Regions from separate parts of the Mus musculus genome. Here all the other regions are linked to region 4. A link is a contact called in public HiChIP or PLAC-seq and promoter capture Hi-C data. All regions are on one chromosome and are shown on one strand. Each heading gives the region's core, a stretch centred on a gene start, on an enhancer-like site or on the middle of the called end of the contact. The rest is flanking DNA. Distances are from core to core; before and after follow the strand shown.

The links. Promoter capture Hi-C pulls out the DNA fragments that hold promoters and counts their contacts. HiChIP or PLAC-seq counts read pairs in DNA pulled down with a chosen protein or histone mark.
Region 1: an H3K4me3 HiChIP or PLAC-seq map of embryonic limb bud shows a contact between it and region 4, with 9 times the contacts expected there. The contact joins the enhancer-like site here to the promoter of Nkx3-2 in region 4. A contact is called at or near these places in 6 of 39 promoter capture datasets (the 3T3-L1 cell line, the C10 cell line, hippocampal neurons and 3 more), 1 of 484 Hi-C or Micro-C datasets (nephron progenitors) and 1 of 115 datasets of contacts at active chromatin or transcription factors (embryonic limb bud).
Region 2: a promoter capture Hi-C map of the 3T3-L1 cell line shows a contact between it and region 4, with 4 times the contacts expected there. The contact joins the enhancer-like site here to the promoter of Nkx3-2 in region 4. A contact is called at or near these places in 10 of 39 promoter capture datasets (the 3T3-L1 cell line, 3T3-L1-derived adipocytes, the C10 cell line and 5 more), 2 of 484 Hi-C or Micro-C datasets (cortical neurons and embryonic stem cells) and 1 of 9 other capture datasets (adipose tissue).
Region 3: a contact with region 4 is called in a promoter capture Hi-C map of second pharyngeal arch cranial neural crest, with 4 times the contacts expected there. The contact joins the enhancer-like site here to the promoter of Nkx3-2 in region 4. A contact is called at or near these places in 8 of 39 promoter capture datasets (the 3T3-L1 cell line, 3T3-L1-derived adipocytes, the C10 cell line and 4 more), 4 of 115 datasets of contacts at active chromatin or transcription factors (embryonic limb bud, embryonic stem cells, pancreatic cancer cells and 1 more) and 3 of 9 other capture datasets (adipose tissue, embryonic stem cells and liver).
Region 5: a promoter capture Hi-C map of the 3T3-L1 cell line shows a contact between it and region 4, with 4 times the contacts expected there. The contact joins the enhancer-like site here to the promoter of Nkx3-2 in region 4. A contact is called at or near these places in 12 of 39 promoter capture datasets (the 3T3-L1 cell line, the C10 cell line, HPC-7-derived erythroid cells and 7 more), 1 of 484 Hi-C or Micro-C datasets (embryonic stem cells) and 1 of 115 datasets of contacts at active chromatin or transcription factors (embryonic limb bud).
Region 6: a contact with region 4 is called in a promoter capture Hi-C map of the SN4741 cell line, with 2.3 times the contacts expected there. The contact joins the enhancer-like site here to the promoter of Nkx3-2 in region 4. A contact is called at or near these places in 12 of 39 promoter capture datasets (3T3-L1-derived adipocytes, the C10 cell line, the HPC-7 cell line and 8 more), 2 of 484 Hi-C or Micro-C datasets (the G1E-ER4 cell line and nephron progenitors), 3 of 115 datasets of contacts at active chromatin or transcription factors (craniofacial prominence, embryonic limb bud and embryonic stem cells) and 2 of 9 other capture datasets (adipose tissue and embryonic stem cells).

Annotation. Positions count from the first base shown.
Region 1 is chr5:41,390,998-41,393,968 of GRCm38.p6, reverse strand. No RefSeq gene overlaps it. Among named protein-coding and RNA genes, the nearest start is that of Gm35380, 230 kb to the left of the region's middle. Within about 2 kb of position 1,623, at least 26 of the 459 cell types and tissues checked have an H3K27ac peak or open chromatin away from gene starts, as enhancers often do. A contact at or near this core is called in embryonic limb bud, where this site is marked.
Region 2 is chr5:41,443,998-41,447,117 of GRCm38.p6, reverse strand. No RefSeq gene overlaps it. Among named protein-coding and RNA genes, the nearest start is that of Gm35380, 170 kb to the left of the region's middle. Within about 2 kb of position 1,482, at least 11 of the 459 cell types and tissues checked have an H3K27ac peak or open chromatin away from gene starts, as enhancers often do.
Region 3 is chr5:41,324,593-41,327,393 of GRCm38.p6, reverse strand. No RefSeq gene overlaps it. Among named protein-coding and RNA genes, the nearest start is that of Gm35380, 290 kb to the left of the region's middle. Within about 2 kb of position 1,548, at least 1 of the 459 cell types and tissues checked has an H3K27ac peak or open chromatin away from gene starts, as enhancers often do. A contact at or near this core is called in second pharyngeal arch cranial neural crest, where this site is marked.
Region 4 is chr5:41,762,905-41,765,923 of GRCm38.p6, reverse strand. It overlaps Nkx3-2 (NK3 homeobox 2), which reads left to right and starts at 1,704. Exons shown (of 2, transcript NM_007524.3): 1 at 1,704-2,445. The coding sequence starts at 1,980. Gm46910 (a long non-coding RNA gene) reads right to left here. Exons shown (of 2, transcript XR_001784850.2): 1 at 2,921-3,019; 2 at 839-1,100.
Region 5 is chr5:41,368,762-41,371,581 of GRCm38.p6, reverse strand. No RefSeq gene overlaps it. Among named protein-coding and RNA genes, the nearest start is that of Gm35380, 250 kb to the left of the region's middle. Within about 2 kb of position 1,446, at least 6 of the 459 cell types and tissues checked have an H3K27ac peak or open chromatin away from gene starts, as enhancers often do.
Region 6 is chr5:41,417,973-41,420,885 of GRCm38.p6, reverse strand. No RefSeq gene overlaps it. Among named protein-coding and RNA genes, the nearest start is that of Gm35380, 200 kb to the left of the region's middle. Within about 2 kb of position 1,560, at least 21 of the 459 cell types and tissues checked have an H3K27ac peak or open chromatin away from gene starts, as enhancers often do. A contact at or near this core is called in the SN4741 cell line, where this site is marked.

The DNA.
Region 1 (2,971 bases), core at 374-2,873, 370 kb after region 4:
TAACTGCAAGTGCAATTAATTGTGTCACCTTTGGGGAAGAATTTCACAGCTACATTTTGGGGGGAGGGTGATAAGTCTCTTATTAAAGTACTGTGTTGAAAAAAAATTCTCAGGAGAGACCCCGGATTCTATGATTTTTTTTTTGAGACCTGACCGTATTCTTTTTTTTTTTTTTTAGTTTTTGCTTGTTTTTCTTATTATTTCTTAGTTGCTGTTCACCATGGCAGACAGTAGCTGCTTGTTGCAGTTTAATTTGGAGGAGCAATAGCAGTGGACGACCCATTTAGTTCACCAAACATAGCGGTACCTGTTCTCCGGACTTGATTTGCTTCGGTTTATAGCTCTTTATCTCTCTCTCACAGGATGCTGGGCCCTGGGCTTCCAGAAAAGGTTTCAAATGCCCGCCCTTTCTTGGTCCCAGCCTTCCACTGACTCCCACCTGCACTGTGGGTTCTGCAGATAACAATGTCTGTCGGTGCTATGATGTCTTAAGAAAGGATTAAAAATAATCATTTATGTAGAATTCTTACACTAGAACTTATGGCTAAAGAAATGATAGTTGGGAATTGTCCCAGGAGATGTATGTGTGTGAGTGTTTTGGGGATCATGGATCCGGGGGGAGGGGTGAGGGGTGTTGGTGGTGAGGTTGAGCCAGAAAGGCTGAAGTTTTCTTTTGGCCAAAGAATCTCTGCAATGTGTGAGTGGGATTCCACGCCAGAAACGCTGAGGGAATTTAACATATCAAACACAAATAACAGTGACACGCAGCCGGCTCGCTTGTGAGGCAGCCTTGTGCAGCGTTGGGCATCCTCCAGCCTGCGGTTTTCCGAAAGCTCCTAAGTATACACTCTGGATTAAGGTTGCTGCTTCCCTCTCCAAGGCTTTGGCCTTCAGTCCGAAACGCACTCAGGCGCAGGTCCCATCGGTGGAACCCAAGGCCAGGCAGTCCCCAGCTCCAGAGTCATTTAAGATTTTCTGTGGCTCAATTAAGCATGTGCAGCGCCCCGCAGCCGCAGAGGGCTGTTTATTCAGTGAAAGTGCTCTGTAATTTATTTAAAATAATCCATCTTTCACAAATAAAGGGACCATTGATGGGTCCCCCCTGCTCTCTGAGGCAGGCCTCCACGCAAGGACCCCTCTTGACAGTGGGCTTTGCTGGTCACAGCTTAAACGGCTGACAAAAGTGATTCAGACTTATTAATTTTTTTTCCTTTCTCTTAACTTTCTCACTCAAAACGTTTGGTCATTTACTAAACTGTCTTGTTTTCTTTATACTAGTAATCACTGTGAGCATCCCCTTCTCTGTCTTTTAAATTTTTCATTTTTAAAATTAAAGGTGAGAGAGAGAGAAAGAGAAAAAAAGCACAGTTTGGTCGTTAAAATGATTAATGCCAGCCAATTTGATAATCGCCGGGTGGAGGTGCCAGCCATTCTGGGGTTTAGGGCAGCCTGAGACCCAGCTTCTTTATAGCCCTGGGCTAATGAGGGGCTGCATTCGGGGCTTTTTTACTGTATATGAATTGATTAACTGAAAATAAGATTGTGTCCGCGGGTGACACCCATTGACAAAGAGCTCTTTCTTCTCCCAGCTTCCAGTCCCGGGTTGCCATTTGGACCTGAAGACATGCCTTTCTTTCTCCTAGAACTCCAGAAAATCATTGGATGAACCTAGGGAGGGCTACCCCAGAAGTCTGACCAGCTTTAACGACCTGCCAGGGAACAAGAATGTGATCGTTGAGACCAGCGTTCAGGGATCTGGACTGGATAGGTCTGAGTGGGAAGGGGCCGGGGGCCTGGAGCTGTGCTGGCTGCAGTGGAAAGCTCCGTTTCCTTCTGTTGCTCTGTCTCTTCCATCCTTTCCCAGATGAACCACAGCTATGCATCTTCTTTATAAAGCTTTTATGCATGTGTTTGCATCACTGGTCATTGAACATATGCTTGCACTTCAAATGTTTGCCTTATGTTTGGAGAATTTCATAGTTGATACGATGGAGGATAGGATAGGATCTACCATACATTCCTTTTAACTCCCACCCATATCATCCTAGCACACTATTTTCCCAACTTCATCTCTCCTCCCTCCCTCCCTCCCTCCCTCCCTCCCTCCCTCCCCCTCCTTCCCCCCTCTCTCTTTCTCTCTCTCTCTTTTGATACCCACTAAATCTAGTTGGTGCTGCCCATTTGTGCATGGGGTGGGATCATCCACTGGAGCATTGGAAAACCCACCAGTGCTCACATTATTCCCCTGCCAGTAGCTTCTCAGTGAGGGGTGGGGCCTGGAGAGTATCTAACCCATCGCTGATGAGACTTTGGCTGGTTTGATCTTGTAGAGACTGTGTGCAGGCAATCACAGCTGTTGTGAGTTCATGATTTCAACAGCCCTGGCCATGTCCAGAAGGCAGAATCTCACAATGAGGCTCAGAGAATGTTGCAAAAGAGGAGAAAGAAGGGATGTAAGAGCCAGAGGATTGAAAAGAAATCTGTGTTCTGTGTAGGGCTGAGCACTGAGGCTCATTCTTAGGGCTTTGACTAATTATACTCCATTCCAGTGACTAAGAACCTCCTCTGACAAAACTTGAAAGCAGCCCACATTTATGGGTAAAAGCATAAAAACTTAGAAGGTGAGTTGAACTCATGACATCTAGCAAAAAAATAGCAGAGTCCTCCCCACTCCCACCCCGCCCAAGGGCTTATGACCTCCACAGCTAGTTTTGATCAGGATTACAATATTAGGGGTAAAATTCTCCCCTGTGAAGTAGGCCTCACATTCAATCAGAAGCCTTATTCCATAGTCCCTATTACATCCCTGAGTATGTCTTGCCAGGCAATATTTATACTCCAGCGCTGGGTAAGACTGACCTGTTTTCTCCCCTGTTTGCATGCATACACCCTCTGGTTATATGAAAACTAGCCACCAGAGCAGCAGCTTTCTGCTCAGTTTGAGATTGAGTCCTCTATATTCCACAGCCAA
Region 2 (3,120 bases), core at 233-2,732, 320 kb after region 4:
TTAGAAAAGATCTATGAAGAAGAGAACAGAATCATGAGAGGGGCAGGGAAGATGGCTCGGTGGGTAATAGTGTCTGCTAAGCAAGCAAGAGGACCCGAGTCCATATCCCCAATACTCACATATGAGCCAGGTATGGTTGCGCATGGGTGTAACTCTTGTGCTCTCTGGGTAAAGACAGAGAAATCACTGGAGCTGGCATGTTTCCATTATAGAAAACAAAAGCAAATTCCAGGTCCAGTGAGGGATGTCATCTTAGGGGGACTAATGTAGGAGATGACAGAACAGTATATTTGTTATTTTCCTCTGGCCTCTGTGCCTACAAGGTCAGATATGTGTGCATGCACCACGCATTATACATCACAAACTCTAACACTGCCACCAAAAGGAAATTATTGTCTTTCAATTAATGAGAAAATTTAGGTCAGCAGAAAAAAAAAATAAGAGTAAGAAGGCAGAAGGTATTAGAAATAGGGATGACAGAAAGAAATTGACCATGATATTTTATGTTTTTCAAGAAAGTTGCTAATATGACCCTGAAGTTTTGGCAGCTTGAGGATGCCATGCCATGTTCTCCAATTTGCTACTACTTAATCTGGCAGTCCTTTTGACAAACATGTGCTTCTTGCTGAAGGGGTTTGCAGCCCCATAGGAGGAACAACAATATGAATTAACCAGTACCCTCAGAGCTCCCTTGGACTAAACCTCCAACCAAAGAAAACACATGGTGGGACTCATGGCTCCTGCATATGTAGCAGAGGATGGCCTAGTAGGTCATCAATGGGAGGAGAGGGCCTTGGTCCTGTGAAAGTTCTATGCCCCAGTATAGAGGAATGCCAGGGCCAGGAAGCAGGAGCAGGGGAAGGGGGAGGAGATAGGGGGTTTTCTGAGAGGAACCAGGAAAGGTAGATAAAGAAAATATCTAATAAAAAAAACTTTTAAAAAAGTGTTCCTCTCCATGTTCTTGAGGGCAGAGCTCATGGTACATTTATGCTTGTATCCAATGCCTTGGAAATTAAAATGATAAAAATAAGTAAATGACTAGTGGAAAAAATAGGGGATTTTGGCAAAGCATTTAGTATCATTGCCATTTCATAGATGAGTAAGAAGGCTTCATGCCAGAAGTGATGCCACCAGACCCAGCCACTCCAATTCTTTGTTCTTTGGCTCTTCTCTCTTTGTCCCTGGTCAGCCTGTGTGGCTTCAGCAAATGATGATAAATGAGGTTATTCAGACAAGGCTGGGCAGCTCTTTGCACATGCCACATTTGGCTGCAGTGTATACCATGAGATGCACAGCACTGTGATATACTCATTTCCTTTGTGAGGAGGTGGGCGGTGGGGGTGTTCTTTTCTTTCTGCCTTTGTTCTTCCTTCCACAGTTACAACAAACATTGCTTAACAGCATCCCTGTAATGAGCATCACACCAATCAACATATACTAAACAGAGGATATCACCGAGGGTATGAGTCATGTGGCATTTAGGCAAAAAGTCATCCAGAACACACATTCCTTAGTCCTGCAAACAATTATGACTGTGGTGTAGCTATTATCTTCTAGGACAGCCTTTGCAGCCCATTTTGTGTTAAATGACTAAAAATGCCCTTACTCTCTGAGTACTTTAGCACAATAGTCCATGGCAGCTCAAATATTGCAAATACTCTCCATTTTTACGTATAATTTTACTTTTCAAAAAAGAGCCATGTACTGAGGAATCAAAAGCTATTTTCCACTAGCAAAAAAAGTATTGGTTTTTTGAACCAACTTTGAAGCTTTGTCTTGTGCTATCCAGGAAAGGAATATATACATTTTTTTTTGCATTTTTAAAGCAAAGAAAGTATTTATTTTACGAGGACAATTAAATGGATTTCCTATGCAACAAGCTCACTAGAACACACACCATGTATGTTACATAAAACAGACATACTTCCACGCCAAGGGAATCTCTGGTCTTTTCGCTTCCCTTCTCACCTTTCTGCACTTCAGTGATGACCGAGTGATGCTTTTGCCTCTAGCTGGAAAATTCATAAATCTGAGGGAAGGAAGAGGTTGACTTCTTGGCTGTTCCCTCTCTCTCTTTCTCTCACAGACTCGTGGCTCATTTATCAAAGGGCTCCTCTCTGAGAACATGCCTGTAACACCTCAACATCCTTGCAAGCTTTCTGTAAGCTTTTTCTCTCAGCCCCAGCCCCACCCCCACCCCCACCCCCACCCCCAGTTTGGTTTTTTGAAGGCTGATGCAACTTCTGGAGGGGAAGAGATTTGCAAGGTTAAAGGGAAACTTCAGGAGGTGCAAACAGTTGCCAGAATGTGCACTGAGTGGAAAGGGACTTTGCTACAAAAGGGTGCTTAAACTGAGATGACCAGAAGTGGCCAGATATGTGCCTTGAGAGCGTCTGATTTAGGTAGTTATCCAGAGCTGTGTGGCTTTATGACAACCCATGGAATGCTGGCTATGGAATTTTATCTGTGAGTTTCAAACCTTTCTCTGAAATGTTCAGAACCCCAGGATTTATGATAAACAAATTTATCTTCACTGCTATTCCAATTTCCCAAGGAGACCAGAGAATTCCCTGAGGTCAGATCTAGCAGAGAAACACTCCAGTTTTCTCCTTCCTCTTACTTTGCAGATCTCCTTGCTTTTTTCAGATCTGAGCATCACCTGTTCTCACGCTTATGGTCTTCTGATCTCTCCCTTATTGTCTATCAGCCGTTTTGGATTTCGTGGTTCCACAGTAAAGCCGACAGTTTTGAAGCTTTTGCTCCCAGTTTGGCTTACTTTTAGCTCAGTTTTGTCATTTTGAATCAGTTACTTGATCCTCAGTTTTACTGCCTGCAGAGGCAGAATATCATATCTCAACTTGGTACAGGTCACCATGTGCATGACCAAACAAGAGCCCGTGAAATGCTCACATGTAGTACATGCTCTATGAGGGACACTTTTAACTGCACGTGACACTGAAGAAAAGACTTTAAATCCCAAGACTGTGTTTAGGTGCATGCCACTCTGGCAAGTCACATTTGACAACTGTCTTAGCTTCTACTTTCCTGTAACAAGTTACAGAAGCATATATTGCTTTATAGTTTCTGTGGTTCAGATGCAAGCATAGATTAGCAGTATCC
Region 3 (2,801 bases), core at 299-2,798, 440 kb after region 4:
AATGTGTGAGAGTCGACAGATCATGGTTCCACCCACATCTCTCTAATTAAGGGTGAAACAAGCAAAGACCCCCTGTTGTCTGAAAATTCAGACCTTTTGAATTTCATAGTCTGACTAGCTGACTAGTTCCTGTACACACCTCTCTACTCACCGTTGCCTGTTTAAGGGTATCTAAAATACTTTATTCTTTTCAAAAACCCCGGCTTTTTAAAAAAAAGTTATTCCTGGCTATTTTAAGACACATTTGGGGGTGTCTCTTCTCATTGAGTGTAAAGAGATAAGTCATGCACTAAAAAATGTCATTGCATAACTGAACAGAAAGAGTCAAGTGCACAGTTAGCAGGTAGGCGACCTTGGACATGTCAATTATCTCTCTGCATCTTTCTATAAAATTTGCAAGATTAAAGAACCAATTCATTGGGCTGTTATGAGGAATGAGTGTGGTAAAATGGATGAGGGGAGGAGGTGTGAGGTGTCTGGGGAACAGGCATTTCAGTCAACATGCTCCTCATGATATATGCAAGATAAAATTTACCCTGATTATTTATTGTTTTGAGGAATTTTACTTTTTAATACTGTTTAGGCCTCTTCGGGTGGATAGAAGGTTTGTTTTCTGTCATCCACTGCACTGTGATTTACATGATGCTATTTTCTGTCTATCACAAATGTTGATAATGAATTAATATGAGAAGAAACCAGGGGTATATAGACTCCATCAGGCCATCTAATATGTCTTACTCATTGAGCTGATGGTATTCTCTTTAGCTTTTGCCAGTTTATAGAACATCAGAGATATCTGATTAAATGAAACTAACTAGAGGCATTTCTTCTGAAGTGTAAATTGTTTGCCTTTTTATCCCCCACCCCTCAAATTTATTGCCATGAACTTGCTGTAAATACTAGGAAAATAGTTTCTAATTCCATGACTCTGGCTCATCACATATCAAGATCTTGATTTCCTTATCTGCATACTTGAGAAGAAAAATACCTGCTATGTACGCTAAATGAGCAGGTGTTTGGAAAGATTTTGGAACAGGGCTCACCACATTCAGCAAATGACAGTCTCTGTTTAGTAGATTCCTTCATCTTATTATAAATAATCAGTGTAGTTGCATATACAACAAGGTATCATGTGATTTACCAAATACATTACTTCAGTGTTATTCCTGTTATTTAGCAGACTGGAGGCATCTGATCTTTTCTTTTGTGATTGTCTGCATTCTTATTTTCCACCCCTAGATTGTCAGTAAGCTTGGAAGGAAAGAGACCTTATGCATTTGCTCCATCTTACTTCCTTGGAGTTCCCTTTTCTGGTAAAGCTCATTTGACTACGGCTCTTTTTTTCCTGTGTTTTTCCATGCAGAGACAAATACTTCCAGGGAGGATGGAATTCTGTTCACCTAAGAGCAGATAGTGCCAAGCATGGAATATCAACTTCATGGAATACCATCTTCTTAGGTAAAATAAACAGGTCTAAAGACAACGGATTACCAAAACTACCTCCTTTTTCAAAGAAAATACTGGTGGCTTGAGAAAAAAATGAAACCAGTAATTGAGTCCAGATGGTTCAGCTGCCAACAAGTCTGTCTCCTAGAGCCAGCATGGTCGAGGGCACTAGGAAATTAACACTATGGAATTAATTCCAAGTCTACAGCAATTTTGCACACAGTGCTTTAACACTAATGGTCCAATGCTTTGTCTCTGTGTCACTAATAGGTCCATGGTTACTTTTAGAAAAGTCTCAAGAATTATCCTCCTTGACACAGTGGGCCAGGTTAAAATTAAATCCTTTCTTTTCTCAAAATGTTATGCTATTATTTTAAATTTAAGTACATGTTTTACATCTTTATCTCTTTGCTTTAAACATGTGATTTACTGTGGGGAAACCCACTAATGATTAATTTAAATGCTCTGTTTTTAAGATGAGTGAAAATTTAGTATCTTCCTTAATGTACAGTTGACAAAACTTATGAGGGAATGATGGGTTTTGTGGAGCACTGTATATATGCTACAAACTTAAAAAAAATAATGATTTTATTTAGATATAACCACATAACTTAAAATTTCCCCTGTTAATGGACACAGTTCTGTGGTTTGCTGTATAGCTATTCAAACATCATTACCATCTAATTTCCAAATATGTTCACCAACTCCCACCTCCAGAGAACCCTAGTACCTCTCAACAGTTAACCCTCATCTCTCCATTCCCCAACTCCTGGCAAACACTCTTTTATTTTTCACTTCTAGATGTATGCCTGTAGATTTCTCTGGCTTCTGGGAATCTCATATGAACAAATTCATATTTCATCAAGTTTTTTCTCATCAAGTTCATTTGTCTCAGCACAGTGTCTCTAAATCCCATCCACGCTACACTACGTGAGAGTAGCACTATCTTCGCTATTGCTGAATACTCTTTCTTTGCATGGATATACCACACTGTCTTCATTTATTTTTTTATTGAGGTGGAGTTGGATTGTCTCCAAATTATTGTCTGTTCTGAACATTTTTCTTCTAAATTTTATGTAGACATGTTGTTAAAATCTCCTGAGTAAATACTCAAGGATGGAATTGCTGAGTGACATGCTAATTCCTCTTTTCAAAGGTGATTCACATACCACATATTTTGAATTTTAAAGAGATAAACTTCTTGTTTATGCTGTTCAAGGATGCTGAGTGGATGGGTTAACTGGCACAGAGGGTTTCATTCTAGTTTTACTGATGCAATCTAAGAACTTGCTTCAAAGGATATATGACATACTTTCTTTGGAGTGTCACAAGTGAAGTATTAATGGTCTCTAGTA
Region 4 (3,019 bases), core at 455-2,954:
TAAATCTTTCCCTCAAAACTTACACAATTGTGAAGAACTATGAAGAGTTGTAGCCCCTTCAAGAGAGGCCCATCCCTTACCCCAAGGGACCCTGCAGCATCTTCATAGGGCAGGAAAACAGGCAACTGCAAGCCACGAAGTCTACAAGTTTCTAACCTTCCTCCCGAGGCGAGGCGGACGACTTTGACTGGGTAACGATTTCTCCCCCGCAGTGCGGATCAGCTCTGGGAAGCAGCTGCAGGAGGCCTTCCCTATTTTAATGACACCAATGAAGTGGCCTCCTCAGCTTCTGAAATTAACATCACAACTATTTAAATGTGTTCAGAGGTTCAAGCTTGTGTATTGGACCAAGCCTCGGGTCACATTTGTGGAGCAGTCAGTAAGATTTGTCACTTGAACAAACTTGTCATTAAAAAGATGTTTAGTAAATAGGCAACATATGTTTTGACATAACCACAATGTTTATATTTTGTATTTACTTCCTTCTAGTGAGTAAAATAACTTGGTTCTTATTTTTAAGGGCATTAAATCTCAGTTCTGGATCTCACTATTGTGTAACTCCCAGCTAGTCTCTTTCAAACTTATCTACTCCTTCTCAACTCACAAGAAACAGAATATTTAAAGAACAAATTAAAAGCATTTTTATGTTTTCTTCTTGATGTAAAACAAATTGAACAAATCCAATTAAATTCAGAGTTGATTGCCCAAGGAGACGAATACCCAGCTCCAAAAATTCTCTACCCAAATGCTTTCCAATTCCTCGCCCCACTTGGTGCTTAACTAATATTTTTCAACCTAGCTTTTTAAGTCGTCTACAGAAATCCAATCCAATCAAACGTAAAATGATAGGAGTACTTAGTAGAGTGATTTTAATTATCAGATTACTTCAGTAAAGAGCATTAGCAGAGAAACAGCTGAGAAACTTTAAGAGTGGAAGGAAAAAAAAAGATGAATTTTGTTCTTCGACTCTGGGCTCCTTCCTAGAGAACAGAAACTATACGTCACATCTGGAGATGCTTTCTGTTGAGTTTTCGCCGAAATTTTGAGCTGGGGTTCATACTGGTGTTCCAGAAAAGCGCTAGAGTCGATGGTTATCGGAACTGAAATCAGAAACAAAGTTTCGGGATGATGGTTCTCCTCGATGCTGAAGGATGCTACTGAGAACCAGGTTTAGGAGGGAAGGGGTTAAATCAGACCCTGTCTTTTGCTACTCAACTGGTGGACTAGAGTCTCTTAAAGTCAACGGCCTCCAGTTGGAACCAGCCAATCCACTGCCGGGAGAGCCCAGGACAGCTAGTGAAGGGGCGTGGCCCGATGCTGTCACTCAGCGGTGAGGAATGACACTCTGATGGGAGGGGGGGGGGGGTACAGTGGAACGCAGAAGCAAAGAGAAGAAACAGATAAAACCCCGGCAGAGGGTAAAAGGTGTCCCCGCTCTTCTCCGATTTTAGGGGCCTCAGCTGTCACTGCGGGCGCCAGAGGAGTAGGCTCCGGAAAAGCCAGCCCAGAGGGGAAGAGGGAGGACCCGCCAGGAGCGAAGCCCTACAGGCCGGGAAGACAGAGGCGCACAGAAAAAGTGACTTTGGGCGGTGCGCCTCGGCGGCGCTCCGGAGGCGACTGCAGACGCGGAGAGGACCCTTGACAATTCTCGCCGGCCTCTCCCCAGAGGACAGACCCGGGCCGGTCCCCAGAGGGCCACGGGCGAAGAGATAATCGGCCGGGCTGTAGGAGAAGAGCATCTGGCGCTGGATTCCAGGGGAGGGGGTCCTGGCGAGGTGGGCCTGTGAGGTGGGGTGAGGGTCGGCGCGGATCCTGGAACTGAGGGGGGCGGGGGCTGCTGTGCTGCGCAGGAGTGGGTTGCGGGGGCCTGGCGCGCCCCTCTCACTCGCGCTGAGGTCGCCCAGAGCTCCGTGTCAGGCTCGAAGCTGTCCCCGCGCCCCAGTTGCCCTCCTGGCTGCCGGCTCCGATCTGCGGCGCAGATGGCTGTGCGCGGCAGCGGCACCTTGACGCCCTTCTCCATCCAGGCGATCCTCAACAAGAAAGAGGAGCGCGGCGGGTTGGCTACGCCGGAGGGGCGCCCGGCACCAGGGGGCACAGAGGTGGCGGTGACCGCGGCGCCCGCCGTCTGCTGCTGGCGGATCTTCGGGGAGACCGAGGCCGGTGCGCTGGGGGGCGCCGAGGACTCTCTTCTGGCATCTCCCGCCCGAACCAGAACAGCCGTGGGGCAGAGCGCAGAGAGTCCGGGAGGTTGGGACTCAGACTCAGCCCTGAGCGAAGAGAACGAGGGCAGGAGGCGCTGCGCCGATGTCCCGGGAGCCAGTGGAACCGGCCGCGCCAGGGTGACCCTGGGCCTGGACCAGCCAGGCTGCGAGCTGCACGCCGCCAAGGACCTGGAGGAGGAAGCCCCGGTCCGCAGCGACAGCGAGATGTCAGCCAGCGTTTCAGGTCTGCTGCTGCGGGGGGTTCTCCAGGAAGGGGGCTGGGCTGAAGGGGGTGGGTTAAGAGGTCAAGCACTCTGAGGCGGGGTGGGCCTACTGTGGGAACACGACGCCCTGCCGGGCTTAGTGCTAGCGAAGTCTCCAAGTTCTTCGCGTTGGCGCGCGCTGCCCCAAACCTGAAGCAAGTGAGCTTCTTAGAGCCGGGTGTCCTGGTACTATGTGGCCTGCGCTCTGCACCAAGAACTTTGAGTTCATCTGCAGTGCCTCAGCTGTGCCCATTTAAAATCTCTAGATTTAGGAAAGGGGGACCAAAAATCTATGAGGTAGATCCCTGACACAGCCATGCCAACGACTGCAGATCCTGTCACAGCGTAGGAGTGGGGAGCCTTGGGAAAGGGCGCGTTTAACTTCCCTTACCCCAGGACTGGCAAAACAGCCTTTGGCTGAGTACCTAGGGAGCTAGAAACAAAAGTAGCAGTTACCTGAAGGCGGGAGATGGTGGGGAAGTGTGGTTGAGGTGGTCTGGGAGGCGCTGGATCGTCAAGACTCTGTATCCACTCACGGGTATATTTCTTAGTCTG
Region 5 (2,820 bases), core at 197-2,696, 390 kb after region 4:
AACAGTTATATTCTCATTTATGAGCCCAGAACAGATATTTCTTCTTTAAAGATAAAGCAATATTTTATTGATTTCTTGGAACTTCAGATAATGTGTTTTTTAACATATTCTTTCTCCATTTTTCCCCTAACCCCTTCCAGAAGCAACTTACCTCCATTATTCTCTAATTAAAAACAAACCATTAAGTTCAATTTCTGCTGTCCATATATCATATATTCCTGGGTATGGGGCCATCCACAGGACAGTGGTGGACCTACTAGGACCATACCTTTAAAAAGAAACCAACTTGTCTTCCTCAGAAGTTTTGAACTAGCCACAGCTCCTCACTTGGGAGTGTGGTGTGAGATCCATGCATTCCTTCCCTTTTTCTAGTACCTTTTGGGTAAATTCCTTCATCTCCTTATCTTCTGTTTTGGACAGAATAAGCAATGACAGGACTTTTATGACCCTTTATCCAGTGCATGTATTTCCATGGCTATAGATAGTAAATTATTTAGATGCTAACTCCCCAAGTACTAGGTATATATATTTTAAAAATCACAGTGTTTCTCTGATCTTTGTGCCACGTGCAGAACAGTGCAAGCATTCAGTATATATCTGACGAATTCATGACATCCACAGGCAACCTATGTCCTGTTCATTTCCCAATCATTCAAAACTTAGTGATGCTTCCTTTTCCTCAAGGATCACTGACTGACCCTACTCCACAGGTAAATTTCCCATCACTTCTGTGGGAGCTCAGACTTGGTACTTTAGGATTGAGGCCATGGAAGCTTCAGATAATCTGAGAGGGGAGAGGGGAGAGGGGAGAGGGAGAGAGGGAGAGAGAGAGAGAGAGAGAGAGAGAGAGAGAGAGAGAGAGAGAGAGAGAGAGAGAGGAGATACATAGTTATCATCTTCTTTGCCCAGGTTGGTGACCAATGAATGGCCTGAGGCTTAGCACTGCCCCCCCCCCCCTGCGGGAGGACTCTTCTGCTCTCTCAGCCCCCTACTGCTGCCATCTGTTGATAATTACTGTCCAGTCTCTGCTGAGAACGTGTGATATTTAATATTTCCTCACCACTTGAACAAACATATGGCGATAACAGCGAGGCACTTGGCCACAGGAGTAGAAAGATATATTTGCATGAAAGAATCAGTGTACACCTTGGGCCAGGCAAACAACTGCCTTCTCTTTGCAAAGTTATGAGAGGTCCCCATGGTTGAGATGCTGGAGAATAGCTACATTGACTTAGGAAGTATTTTTGGAAGAAAACTCTTAAAATCCAAAATATCAAGAAGATTGGAAAACAAAATAGAACCACTTTTCACAACTGATGTGATTTTGCTCTTAATGAGCGCTCCTTGGGCTTGCTTTCCACCGAAAGTCTGTAGCCTTTTTAGAGGTAGCTCAGAGCCTTGCCAAGCAGTGGAGACAGAAGAATGACATTTTGTGTACTTGTTAAGAGAGGCCTCCCAGTCAAAACCCCTCCCCCCTCCTCTTTCTTTAGTCCTGTTTGGAGGAGGGGAGGCGAAGTTTCCAGTTTCATTTGCAGGTGGGGAAGTTCAACTTCCTGCTTCAAGAATAACAACAAGATTCAACAGGGACAGGCTCCCTGCCCTGATTTGTACATACAGTAAACCCTAGGCTATTATCTTGATCCAAAATAGAGTGCTTTGTTTCATAAAACTTTTAGACCTGAGGCAGGGCAGAGAGAGACTACTGCTGGCCATGCTGAGTGGACAGTGGTTAGGGGTGTGAAATACAGCCCAAGTTAGCATTGTATACTATCAGAAGGAAAAGATCAAGCCCGGTCCCAGTCTTATTCTTCATCAGTCTTTTGCTACTGGAGAGAAGGTAAGTTTTTTCGTGAACTTGTTTGATTTTCTTGACATTTATTGTGGTACAAAAAAGTTAATAAGAATTTTAGAGTAAGCACCACAACCCTTGATTAGACCCTACAAATAGTATTTATATGTTCTGTTTCCTTCACCAAATGCTCACTTTTTATTTCCCTCATAGTGTTGGTATCAGGAACCAGCTTACAGTTGCAGGTCGCGTCTGAATCCAGCAATGCTGGTGATGACACTCATAGGCGACAGGGACCCAACCATCTGTTGCATGGCATTCGCCATACATTCCCAGAGTCCATCTGGTTTACCTCCCTTGTTTACCTGTGAGTGGTTATATCACAGCCGAAATAAAAGGCAGACCCACTTGACCTCTGCTTTCTCGTTTCTTCCTTTGTCTCTTTCGTTCCTCTTTGCCCCCTTCTTACACAATAAAGCTCTCTCACATGGAACTGCATTGGCGTGGTGTGGTCAGTCCAGATGTGAGCCATGATTCTATCACAACACATAGTCTTCAATCAACCTATAGTATTTGTGTTGATGAACTTTACAATATGTTGCAGGAAATCATGAAAACCCTTCCCATCCCCTATTGAGACAGAATCTCCAGTTGTTTATTTTTCTTTCAATATTATTTATTTACATTACATTCCAATATCCCTCCCTTAAGCCACCACCCCACGGCTCCTCCCCTTTTCCCACCTCCCCTTCTATTCTGAGAAAAGGGAGGCCACCCTGGCTATCACCCTACCCTGGTACATCAAGTCTCTGAAGACTATGCACATTCTCTCCCACTGAGGACAGACAAGGAAGCCCAGTTAGTTGAACAGGATCCACAGGGAGGCAATAGATTCAGAGACAGCCACCATTCCAGTTTGTTAGGGGACCTGCATGAAGACCAAGCTACACATCTGCTACATATGTGTGTGTGGGGCTAGGTCCTGCCCTTGCACTTTCCTTCATTAGTGGTTCATTCTCTGGGAGTCCCCA
Region 6 (2,913 bases), core at 311-2,810, 340 kb after region 4:
TTTGGAGAGGTGGCAGGCACCTTGGCAAGAGACAGCAGAAGTGTAGAAATCATGGAAGGAAAAACATATGGGGTATATACAGGAGATAAGATCAAAGAACTAGGAAGAGCTGCATTCAAGGCTCTGAAGGTCATGGTAAAGATACAATGTCCAAGATGCAATGGATAGCCTTGAGTGATTAGGTGGCGTTGAAATGATCAGATATGAGCACATCACTTGATTGAAATCTCTTGAGTTTAAATGTAGCTGGAACTATGAGACATTTGCTGGTAGAATGAACCAGTCCTGGGCTACTGGTCTCATGGTACTAACATAATCCAGTCAGGGCACATGTTCTTTTCTTTTTCACGTATGGGGAGAACCAGGATAGTAGGAGTCATGACTGAGTTGTCCCTGCCTCCCACAGTGCTTTGCGCACAGTGCCTTGTCAGTAAATGTCTACTTCACTGGCCTTAATTATGAGCTCCTGGAGGTTAGTAACATTTGCCCAGTTTATTTTGTAAAGTGGCAGCCAGCCCTTAATAAAAGCCCTTTGGTGATGAGTTGGGCTTTAGGAGCCCTGGTTTGAATGGATCATTCCACAGGTGACTCCTACCAAGACAGAAGCTAATCAAGGTTAACAGTGACCAAAATAATTTATTCAAATGACTTCTCTTTAGTCAAGTGGTTTCCTGCAATGGCTTTTGCATATTGCTCAAAGGTGTCAGTGTTCAGGCAATGAAACCAAGATGAAAAATCCAAACTCCATCTTGCTTGTCCAGAAATAATGTACTTTTTTTTTTCATGGCTGCTTCCCCAACTTTGGAATTAAACACATTACATTCCTGGGAGTGCGATTTCAACTTCTTTACGTTTATGACACAAATGGAGCCGTCTGTCCTCCCTCTGGTCTATAAAGGTGAGACTCATTAGAAGGAGGAAATTTCCTTTATCATTAATAGGCCTCACTCACATGATAAAAACCGTCTCTACTTCTGCCTCCTTCGAAAACTCCGATTCTCATTTTAAGCAGTTCCCACATACACTATTTATCTTCCGCAGTTTCTCAACTCTCAATGGCACCATTATATCCTTTATTTGAAATCATAAAACATTGAGAATAAAAAAGAAGCAAATTAATCCTCCCAAGGGGGAGAAGGAAGACAGACCCTGCCAGCTTTTAAACTGTAGGGTTGGACTGGCCTCGAGACGGTTTTCTTTTTCAACAGCTTAGCTGGTGGGGGGAAATGAGTGGTTCTGACAGAGAGCCCTGAAATGAAATGCAGAGCTATGCAAACGTGTTAAAAATTCATATCTCCAAATAAAACCTGTTGAAAGCCCAAGAAATAAACAATGCAGTCTGGAATGGGAGCCTCTGGAAGCTCCAAAATGGGTCACTCTGCTTTTATTATTCACCATGAAAATAATAGCTTCCGCCATGATGTGAAAACCACAGTTTCCTTTATCTGTGGATCATGCCAGACTGAAAACATTCAGAAAAGGACAGTGGCTGGGAGAGCTGAGTGCTGTGAAGTGGCAAGTCCAGGATCCTGTCTTGGATGCTGGCTAGCTCCGTGCAGTTGCATAAGTCACTTAACCTCAGCATGACTTCTGCCCCATCATCAGCCTGGAATTAAGGAGTTGGCCTTTCCTCTTGGGCTGGGATTTGGGCTTCCTGGCTGCCAGTTAGAGAGTATGCTTTTGCCCATTACAATTTGCTCTAAGGAGTCTCAAGGTTGTTGTGAAAACAAATGATAAAAGTCAGTTAACAAGCTGCCTGCCATCAGATCAGCCAATGGGGAAACAAGCCCAGAGAATGCCTCAAAGTGAATCTCCAGGTTTGGGGTTCTGGAAACAGATTGCACAGCTAGTAAAGCCTTTAGTTTTTAAAATATAATTGAATTTTATTACTGTACAACTTGTAAGGTACAGCTCATGGATCGTTGGTGGATATCAGATTCTCGTAAATTATGAGAATTATCAATTTGAAACCATTTATGCATGGGATATTACAATCCGAAGGCTCTTGGTGATGATCTGATCCAGCCCATTTGTTTTTCTGGAAAGACACTTGTAGATGCTGAAGTTTGATTAACCTATCTCTGTTCCTGGATGCATACATCGCCCGAAGATCTTGCCAGCTTTGAGACTGGACTTGGGCCATAGTTGAATTAATTTAACGGATTGGACATGAATCGTCCAAGAAGGCTGAGTATACTGGAAGCTTTGCCTAGCTGTCAATTTGATGGTAGGTGGGAGAGATAAAGTGTTACAGTGATGATGTCTTTTATTGAAAAATGTGATACAAATGTCAAGAAAAGCGTCATTTAGAAAAATGAAGGGCATAGGTGATGACTGCAATGTTCGAATCAAAAAACTTGCAAATTTCAGTTTCAGTCTTCTTGTCTCTTCTTCCCTCCCTTCTTTCCTTTATCCCCCCTCCCTCCCACATCTCTCTTTCCTTTTTGCTCTGTTCTTACGACTCAACATCAGTTGTTTAACTGAAGAGCCATTCTGGAGAGAAAGCCATGCAAATCTAAGTTCTAGCAAGCTAACACTGAGAGGAAAAACCAAGAAAGCAGAGGGGAATGTAGGGGAGACAGGAAAGATTTACTCTGACTTGCTAATTTTCAGAAGGAAATTAGTAAAATTGATTCCAGCAAAAACTCTAAGTGGACAAATAGAAGAAAAACAGATCAAGAGTTGTGAATATGCTGGGCAGAGAGCAAGTTCTTAGAGAAATCTTTCCCTGAGGGAGAAATAAATATTTAGGAGAAATCACTAACTGTAGGGGTCGTTAAAGTAAGGATCACTCATAGGATGGAAGCAAACGCGCCTGTCAGCCAAGTATTAATCCAAAGTCCTAGACTTGGTGGCAGTAACATGATTAGTTATTGTGGGTTCTGGAAGAAAGTATGACCTCTGGCTATAAAG